Regions from separate parts of the Anas platyrhynchos genome. Here region 1 is linked to region 2. The links are chromatin contacts, called in public Hi-C maps. All regions are on one chromosome and are shown on one strand. Each heading gives the region's core, a stretch centred on a gene start, on an enhancer-like site or on the middle of the called end of the contact. The rest is flanking DNA. Distances are from core to core; before and after follow the strand shown.

Region 1 (4,777 bases), core at 1,567-4,066, 34 kb after region 2:
CACGGGAGCTGCCTGCCCAGCACTCACATCACTCCTGTGCCACGCTCAGCTCTGCCTGTGACTCTCTTGATTTCTCACCTGGCTCCTCTCTCACCTCGCGGGGCCCACGTGGCTCTTCCATACTAAACTGGAAGCAGTGAGCGTGTGTCCAGGGGGACAAACGCAGGTACACGGAGATCGCTTCTCGCTCATGGGGAGAGTCTGAGCTAAGAGCACACGAGCACAGGTCACCTAGAAGCAAATAAAACTGGAGGGTGGAAAAAACACACCAGTTACAAACTCTGCTCCAAGAGGAAAGCGAGCAAAGAGTTTATAAAACGGAAACTCTGAAATCTCCAAATATTCGAAACTGAGTCAAAGTCAAGTAGGGGAAAAACAAACTCATCCTGGAGTTTATAGTGCAGGATGCCTGATTCCTCCCTTCATCTTCTAGGAAGTGGTTCTGTGTTTTTCAGAGTCAGAAGCTAAGATGTCTTAAACAGCAGAGAAAAAAGCCCCTAAATTTACACTACACTTTGTATCTCGGCTTGCAGAACTACTCCAGGCAGTCACACAGTGAGGACCTGCTGCAGTCCCTCAGGGCCAACAGGCTCTCAGAGCCCGTATCCAGCCTCTCCTTCCCCAGTTCCCAGATCGTGCTGGAAGCATTTGGGGTTGATTCTGGCCATGCTGTCTGAAGGAATCTTTGCAAATTCCTCCTGGGGAAACATCGTGTCCTCCACTAGCTTGATCCAGGCCAGCATCAATAACCTGGAATAAGAAAACCCCTCTCCCAGCATCTCTTAAGGCAAGGGCTCTGTCAGAAGCTGTTTACGATCGGTACATTCATGACTCTGCTCCTCTGCTCGGCCTCCTTGGTGTCCAGCACGGGGTGACCTCAGTCTGCAGCCTCAGTGCAATTCCACAGCAAAATAAAACCAACGAACACAGCCAAGCATAACAGAAACAAGAAACCATCGGTTCTATTGCTTTTTTTTTCCTGTTTCCACTTATTTTTTCAACAACGCCAGTGGTGTTGATCAGCGAGCCCCGCAGATAACCCAGATTTCACAGCTGGTACTCAACATCCACGGCACACACGTGAAGCACACACAGGCTTCCCGTGCTGCCTGGCCCACAGTTGCTGGCCTCAATGCTCCAGCCCACGCCTGCGGGAAGCTGGACCTGGCACCCTCAATTTGGGTTATTAAATTCACTGCTGCGGTGCATGTGACAAAGGGATTTTCCAGTCCCAGCTCCTCTCCCTCCACTCCTGTTTCTGAAGGGCTCCTTACCATCAGTGCTTCAAGTGCACCTGGAAAAGCAGGGCTTTGCTAGTCCTGCACTCTGCCCTGCAGCTGTCTCCGTAATCCTTTGGAGATACAAGAACTGTATTCAGACACTTAAGCTTTGGAAAGACGAGGCTCACATCCAGCTGTTGGAAGGATTACTCCATGCGTGTGCAAGCCTGACAGCCACGCAGGGTCGCACGTCCCTGGGAGCAGGGTGAAGGGGACCGGCCACGGCCACCGGAGCTGACCCAGCACAGCGGCATCACCAGGACTCCTGGCAAGAGTCTGGAAAGGGTCTGGAAGATGGGGAAAGTGCTGGAAAACAGATCCGAAGGGAAAGGCGCACAGAAACACTTCGTGGGAGAAGAGAGGAGCAGAATCAGAGCCCTGAAGAAAACAGGGCCGAGAGGGGGGGAACAAACAGCCCCGTGAGCACAAGGGAGGGATACGTGAGGGATATGGGGCGGGAGGAGAAGTGGGTTCCTAACTGGGGGATCTCTCTCGCACGTGCTGGAGCAGGACAGCCGGTTCTTCATCCAGTTGGACTTGATGATCCTTAAGGGTCCCTTCCAACTCAGGATATTCTATGATTCTATGATTCTATGATTCTTGGGGTGAAGCAGCCACAGCTCCAAACGCCACCGTGCCCGATGAGCGGCCAGAGCTGCTCCTGCTGGCCCCGACACCGCTGCCCATGGGTCCCCACCTGTCTCAGCCCCACAAGGCTTCCTACAAGGTGCGGGGCAGCCGGGGCCGTCCTGAGGGGCAGCGTCCAGCCCGGAGCCGTGACATTTCCACAGGTCGCCCTGCTCAAAGCAGCCTCGGCCAAAGACCCCCGCGGGGTTTTTGGGTTTCCCGTGGGGGTCCCGGCCCCGGGCAGAGCCCAGCGGAGGGGAGCAGAGGGCTCGGAGGCCGGGAGGGCCCCTCCAATGTCACGGCCATCTTCCTCCGCCACCGGCCGGCTCGCCCCTGGGACGCGTGCCGTGATCCAGCAGTTTTTGGCCTCCGCCGCCGCCGGTTGAGACGTCAAAAATAAGAAAAATAAGAATAATAATAACAAAAAATTTAAAAAAAACGGCTGAGAGGAGACGGCGAAACTTCAGGGAGGCCAACCCGGAGCCACGCAGGCCCCGCGGGGTCGGGAGGTGGGAGCGGAGCCGCTGCGGGACGGGCACGGAGCGAGGAGGGAACCGCGGGGGCCGGTTTGGAGCCCCCCCCGCCCCCCGTTCGCCACCCCGGGGCCGGTCCCCGACGGCTCCCAGCGGCTGCGGGACCCCCGGGGCCGGGCTCACCCGGAGCCTCCCCCCCCCACCGCTGCGGGGCCCAGCCCCGATCCCGGCCCCGGTCCCGGTGCGGCCGCTTCGTGCCCGGAGCCGCCCCCGCCCCCCCCGCCCCGTACCTGCGGTCCCGGCGCCCGCGGCCCCTCAGCGCGGTGCGCGCCGCCCCATCGCCGGCTCCTGCGGCCGCCGGGCCCCGCCCACCCGGGCCCCGCCCTTCGCGGTAGTGGGCGGGGCCTCCTCCCCGCCCGCCAGCCAATCGCCGCGCCGCCTCGACGCCGGGTCCCCCGCCCGCACCAATGGGCAGCGCCGACAGGGGGCCGGCGGCGCGACGCGACCACGCTGGCAACAGGAGGCGGCCAATAGGGGAGCGGCTCGGGGGGTGAGGCCACGCCCCTACGAGTGGCAGCGCCCCCATTCATAACCACGCCCGTAGGGGGCGGGGCCGGGAGATGCCACGCCCATAAGGGGCGGGGCCATGGCGGGGCCACGCCCCCTGCTCGGCCCAGGCCCAGGCACCCCAATGCCCACCCCAGCCCCTGCCCCCTCCTGCTGGCAGCGGGCATGGGGGAGCACAGAGCAGCCCTCACACCAGAGCCTCCCCCAGAGTCAAAAACCAAAGGAAATCTCTTTGAGGAGGCCGGGAAGCTGCCAAGCTGCTTCTCAACCTCGTACGGCAGTCGATCACCTCAATCAACTCCCCATCAAGAACAGGATTTGGAAAGCAAACACATTGACACGGCACCCTGGGCTAGAAGGCTTCTCCGCTGCAGGATTATTCACACCACTCAACTCATTTATTAGAAGTTCAACAAGCAGAAGTTCAACAATCAAGGAGCCCAGCTCCTCCCGTGGCTCTTAAAGGAGAGATTTTCAGGATCTCAGCACTCCCTCTCCCTGACGCCACGCTCACCCTTCTAAATAGGGCCACCAAAAAGAAGTTTCCATCTCCCACTTGCTGCACTTCGTCCCAAGAGGATGTTATTCAAGTACATACCAAGTGCTCAAAGTGCTTCCTGGACTGGGACACCCTTAGGACAGATTCCTGTGGTGTCCAAGGAGGAATTCAGACCATCAGTCGCTGGGATTAGGCTGCAAGCATGCAGCCCTTTGTCTGGAGTGTATCCCCTAAACAAAGCTGAAAAGGGAAAGGGTAGGCACCACCTTGGCTTTGAACTACAGCCCTCTAGGTGCATATACTAAAAAATTGAAGGCATTGGTCTGGAAATCTTATAAAAGAAAAGCCATCAGAGTTAACCGCCCTTAATTTTATTACATAACCAGACAGAACAGTTGAGACTGGAATGTCAGATTTCCCCTTCGAGCACAATTTACAGTTTCATATTTGCTTTGTATCAGAAAATACTTCAGCTCGCTAACATGCAGGTAGGATTCATCAAGTGAGGCACGTTCTCCAAATCTGGAAGAATACAGAGCAAAAATTCACTGCAAATTGCTTCACTAGCCTTCAGAGAGCAGCAGATTGCCTCCAACTCTTCCTTGAGATCATTTCACCCAGTATTGCCTCGCCATAACATTCAGTGGTTACCAGAGGGATGCAAGTGTAAGAGCTAGTGAATGATGAAAAGCCATCATCATAGAGAGTTTCCACAAGCTAGCAAGAGACTGACTACATGAAGTTGTGGTAACATTCTTCCCATTCAGCAAAACAAAATATTATAGTAGTTAACCCTGCTGACGACAGGTCTGTTACATCAGGTGAAGTACAATCATTTGAGAATTACAGTTTGCAATTCAGTAAAACAGAATAAGAGGGAAACAACAGGTTAGTAGTTCAGTGAAATCTTAATATTATGCATTTTAGTAAAGGTCAAGAAGATTATGCACAAGGTCAATAGTGAAAGATCATGAAAAGAAAGTTCAAGATGCTATGGTTCTGCCGAAGTTTTACAAAATGTATAAAGTATTGTGTTTCTCTAACAACAACCAAACCCTTACAAGTGCAGGTATATACATGACATGAAAATATTGCTTCACTCACTCAAAACAGGGTAGGGGAGATCTAGAGAAAAAGCAGCATGCAAAAAAATTCTGGAACTAGAGAAGATCCTGCGTTCAGACACTGATCTACAGTACAAAATAAGCCTACTTGTACAGGTTGCAAACATTTTTTTTCAAAGGAATATGCTGGCACTTACTGTACAATAATGTTAACTGATTAACATAAGCCATGAATAAATATTAAACCACTTCATAAAGCCTGCATAA
Region 2 (4,367 bases), core at 948-3,447:
CACAACAGCAAGATTACAAGACCAGAACTCCATGGAGTTCCATGACCACCACTCAGCACCTTTGCCTTGGTTTTGCAGCTTGTTGGAAATGTCCTGTGCCAGAATAACCACCAACCTCAGGATGTGGTGGCTCCACACATCCCTTTTTTCCAGCAGGTTAGATGTTGTCTGAGGTCAACCCACCACAGTCCTTTTTGGCACCACTCAACGTGGGGCTTGAAGAAGTCTTGGGAGAAACAAAGGTGTGTTTTTTGCAGTAGAAGGTGTTTTTGCAGTGGAAAATTCCACTAACCATGCATACTCAAAAATGATTGTGTGGCATAGCAGTGGGGAGTATGTTAAGCATATAAGGGGATGGTCCCACTGTCCCAAAATAAGGAGTTTAGCTAAGGAAAACAGGATGAGCAGTATGAAGTCAGTAAATACAAAAATCACGGACCCTCTAGTCACAAGAGAAGAAGGAAAAAAAAGGAAAAGGAGGAATTAACAGTTGGTCAAATCAAATTGTACACATACGGTATAGAAGTGCGTCGAGTAGGTTGTGAACCTGTGGTACTCAGACAACGAGGAAACAGGAGAAACCAGGTGTTGGGTAATAGGGAATATAAGGTTATAATAAAATTTTACTGTGTGCTCCTGCTTGCAGGACTCCCGCCGTTGCAATCATGAATAAAATAGCTTCACAGAAGATCCTGTCTGAAGAAAATTATTGAGATTTTTTTCTCACATTATTTTGCCTCTAGGGTTCAAGAGGAGGCTTGTAGGGCACCCTAGAGTACCCTTGAAGGCCTCTAGGACATCCTAAAGGACACTGGGAGTCACTGGGAGGCATTCAGAAGGAGCTAGAGGGCACTGGGTGGCCCTGGTAGACCTGCAGAGGATCTAGAGTGCAGGGGAGGACCACAGGAGGCCTCAAGTGTTAACGAGAGTGCACTAGAGAGCCCTATGAGGCCTCCAGAGGGCTCTAGATCCCAGGAAACGTCCTTATTTTGCCTCCAGGTTACAAGAGGAGGCTCATAGGGTGTCCTATAGTGCCCTGGGAGGCCTCTAGGGCATCCCTGAGGATACTGGGTGTCACCAGAAGGCTTTTGTACACATTGGCGCTAACCCTAACCCTGACACTTTTTTGTGTCAGGGTTAGGGTTATGGCTGTCAGCCCCTCTGTTGTTAGCTAGCCAAGTGGCCTCTGGTAGATTTATGTCCCAGTGTTTCCACACCCCAGCACCCAGTGCTCGTAACATAGTCTTTAACAGTCCATTGTACCTCTCAGCCTTCCCAGAGGCTTGCGGGTGATAAGAGATGTGATACACCCACGTTCTCAAAGAGAGAAGGCGCAGAGTCCTGTTGCATGTGGGATTGCAAAAAGGCTCCCCAAGGGAGTTCAGGTCTACCCAAAGGCTTCTGTTCGGAGCACTTTCTGATGGGAGAACTTGGCAAGGGACATGTTTTTTTGGGTCATACTTAGGGTTAGGGTTATAGATGTTTTTTTTGGAAAGAGAAAGTGCAGAGTCAGAGCCTCCCTGGGGCTGCATTGCAGGGTCACCAGGACCAACCTGTGCAGCCCCATGCCCATCCTGGTGAGGCTGTAAGGAGCCTCTTGTCCCAGAACTCACCTCACTTGGCTCACACGAGGCAAGTTTCTGTGCACAGACAAAACAAAAGCCCTGGGATTTGTCCAGCTTCGGCTCCAACACAAAACCTTCTGCCAGCTCTCCTGGAGGCAGTTAAGGAAAGCTGCCCTGGGAAGGCAGCATACATGGCTCGTTATCACAGAGATAGCCTGGGCCCTCCCGTCTCCTCCAGTAACAACACAACAGCCCAAAGTTTGTCTCACTTTTATTTACATAATTGCACAGCCCGTTTCCCCATGACACTGGAATGTGGCGGGTCAGAGACACTGATTTCCCACATTCACAAGCTGAACATCTCCTCTGGGAAGGAGAAGAAGAACTCAAAGAGTCACTATTGGGTTTTGCAGGGGCACATGCAACAACTCCAATTATTGGCAACTACAATAAAGACAATGAAGCAGAGTGAAGCCATGGCCGTGCAGCAGCACAGGGCCAGGTCCCATCTGCCCCAGCCAGGGACTTCTGGCTTTCACAGTTGCATATTTGGATCAACAGTGGGTTTCCTAGCCGGAACAACTGGCTCCTTTAAGTCCTTACTATGGGAACGTGGTGTGGGAGTGCACATCCTTACATACCTGCCAGAACTAGATGCGTTGGAAGACAAAGCTCCTGGGAGGCAGCCAGGGCTGGGAAGGTTAAACCAGATCCCCAGATTTTTGTTGCAGCGGGAATGTCTCGGTGACACGGGTTTTGTTAGGACAGGCTGAGTGCAGGGGTACCTAGGACAAGGCAGGGTGGTGCTGCGGTGCCCACTGCCAAGGGAAAGGAGGCAGCACCCGCGTTGGATCTGCAGCTCCCTTCCCGCAGTGCAGCCAGCAGAGCTGGGGGCAGAGGGCCCACTGCATGGCCTCGGTGCACAGACAAACCTCCACGCAGGGGGAGCAGCAGGCAGGAGCTGGGGGCAGCAGGAACAGTTGATTTGAAGTGAGCACTTGTAGGATGCTGAGGCTGGACTGAAGAGGCCTCCTCACTGCAAGCCTCCAGGAGCACGAGGGGCCAAGCCCCCACTTCGTGACAGCTGAAAGGCAGGGAAGGTGCCCGGGGTAAGCAGCAGAAGGGAACAGGCCAGACAGGGCCTAGCAGAGAGAGGGGAACAGAGACACACAGCCCGGCTGTGCCACAGCATTCAGCCCATGATCCAATGAGACCCTCGTGCTCAGAGCAGAGACCTGCCCACAGCTGCACAGGTTTTGCTGCAGGATGTGCTGGGGTACCACTGAGCCACATGAATAACCATGGGCCAGGAGATAAAAGGAGGAAAGCAGACACAGAGCCAGCCCTGGGGTTGGAGCAATCCTATTCAGAGAGAGAGGATACTGGCCACTGCTGCTCGTGTCCACCAGGGACTTCCAGCCTAGGGTCAGGCAGAAAAAAAAACAAACCAAACCAAACAAAACAAAACAAAAAAAAAACAACCAAGGAACAGGGGCACACAAGGAAAAATATCCAGCTTTGCAGCTAGAAGGAAGCAGGAACAGCACGTGGTGCTGCCAATTCAAGAAATTACAGGCCTCAGTCTTGCAGGGCATCAACTGATCCACTTGGGATCAGGAAAGGAACTGAGGGACACGCTCTGTGACCACCCACTGCAAAGACACCCTTGGAGCCTGCCTCCTCCCTGCTTTCTACCCTCACTGCTGCGGGACCAGGAGCTGTCTCATGCTTGAGCAGCTGCACTCAGCAGAGCAGTGCCAATGCTGGCATCCTTACGGTCTGTTCTGCAAGCAGGGCTCGGGAGAGCACAGCACCAAACACAGACATTGCCTGGCACAGCAGCGAGGAGCTGGAGAGGCACGGACTAACACCAAGCTCAGGAAGAGGGAGAGACTCTGCTATGTGCTAGAGACCTGCAGCAGATTGGCCACTCTGGGGCAGAGGGGTTTGGGAGCTGGGCATGCTGGAAATGCAGGAGGATGAAGGAGGAGGGGGAAAGCCAGCCCTGCAAGGAAAGGGACCCGGAGCCTGCACGCCTCTGGGAACCAGTGAACTTGGGGTGTTTCGCCAGAGGACACATAATGGGCAGGCAGCGAGTTCAGGGATGAACCAAATGACAGCAGCTCCTCTGCTGCCAAGGAATGTGCAAATAAAGCGCACAGAGACAGCCGAGATGTCCTGCCGAGAGCTGCAGAGCATGGCCTGTCCCTGGAAGGTATGTGGATAACTGACACTACAAGAGGTCCAGCCTCAAGATTGTGTAAGGACGTCAGCAAAAACAGAGACTCCTATTCTCAGCTTTTGGGGTTGGGAAAGAGCCTTTCTGAACCCTTTAAAAGCAAAAGGCAACGGTGGGTTTAGCTAGGATGAGCCGTCATTTCCCACCCTCAGATCCTCCATCTATCTACCTTTGTCAGACAAGCCAAGAGCTGAGCGCATCTGAGTCCTGGGGATGAGCCAGGATCTGCAGGGAAAGCATTTTGTGAGATCACGTCTGCACAGGAACAGATTTTCCGCTTTTGAAACTTATTTTGAAATCCTCAAAATTACAGTACTTTACAATACAAAATGTCTCCATTCAGTATTATGTCATTTTACTCCTTCTGGGATTATAATAATTATTAAAAACACATAACTTTCTAGAAAGCACAGAAACACCACGAAAGAGACCAAAGAGTAACGGGAAAGGCTGCTGCAATATTATCAAAACCAATTTAGTGCAAAGGAGAAGGGACTTTCGAGAACGGTCAATGAAAAGTGTTCTTTATACGCTCATTTAGAGAAAAGGCATAGATTTAACCT

What was found. A called contact is a pair of places that touch in the nucleus more often than the background predicts.
Region 1: a Hi-C map of liver shows a contact between it and region 2, with 1.7 times the contacts expected there. The contact joins the promoter of MARCHF2 here to the enhancer-like site in region 2. A contact is called at or near these places in 2 of 8 Hi-C or Micro-C datasets (liver and subcutaneous adipose tissue).

What each region holds. Positions count from the first base shown.
Region 1 is chr29:4,023,047-4,027,823 of IASCAAS_PekinDuck_T2T, forward strand. It overlaps MARCHF2 (membrane associated ring-CH-type finger 2), which reads right to left and starts at 2,817. Exons shown (of 5, transcript XM_027472651.3): 1 at 2,671-2,817. It overlaps RAB11B (RAB11B, member RAS oncogene family), which reads right to left. Exons shown (of 5, transcript XM_027472087.3): 5 at 3,802-4,777.
Region 2 is chr29:3,989,539-3,993,905 of IASCAAS_PekinDuck_T2T, forward strand. It overlaps MARCHF2 (membrane associated ring-CH-type finger 2), which reads right to left. Exons shown (of 5, transcript XM_027472651.3): 5 at 1,824-4,367. It overlaps LOC101804439 (butyrophilin subfamily 1 member A1), which reads left to right. Exons shown (of 7, transcript XM_027472649.3): 7 at 1-688. Among named protein-coding and RNA genes, the nearest start is that of GP1BA, 28 kb to the left of the region's middle. Within about 2 kb of position 2,198, at least 3 of the 8 cell types and tissues checked have an H3K27ac peak or open chromatin away from gene starts, as enhancers often do.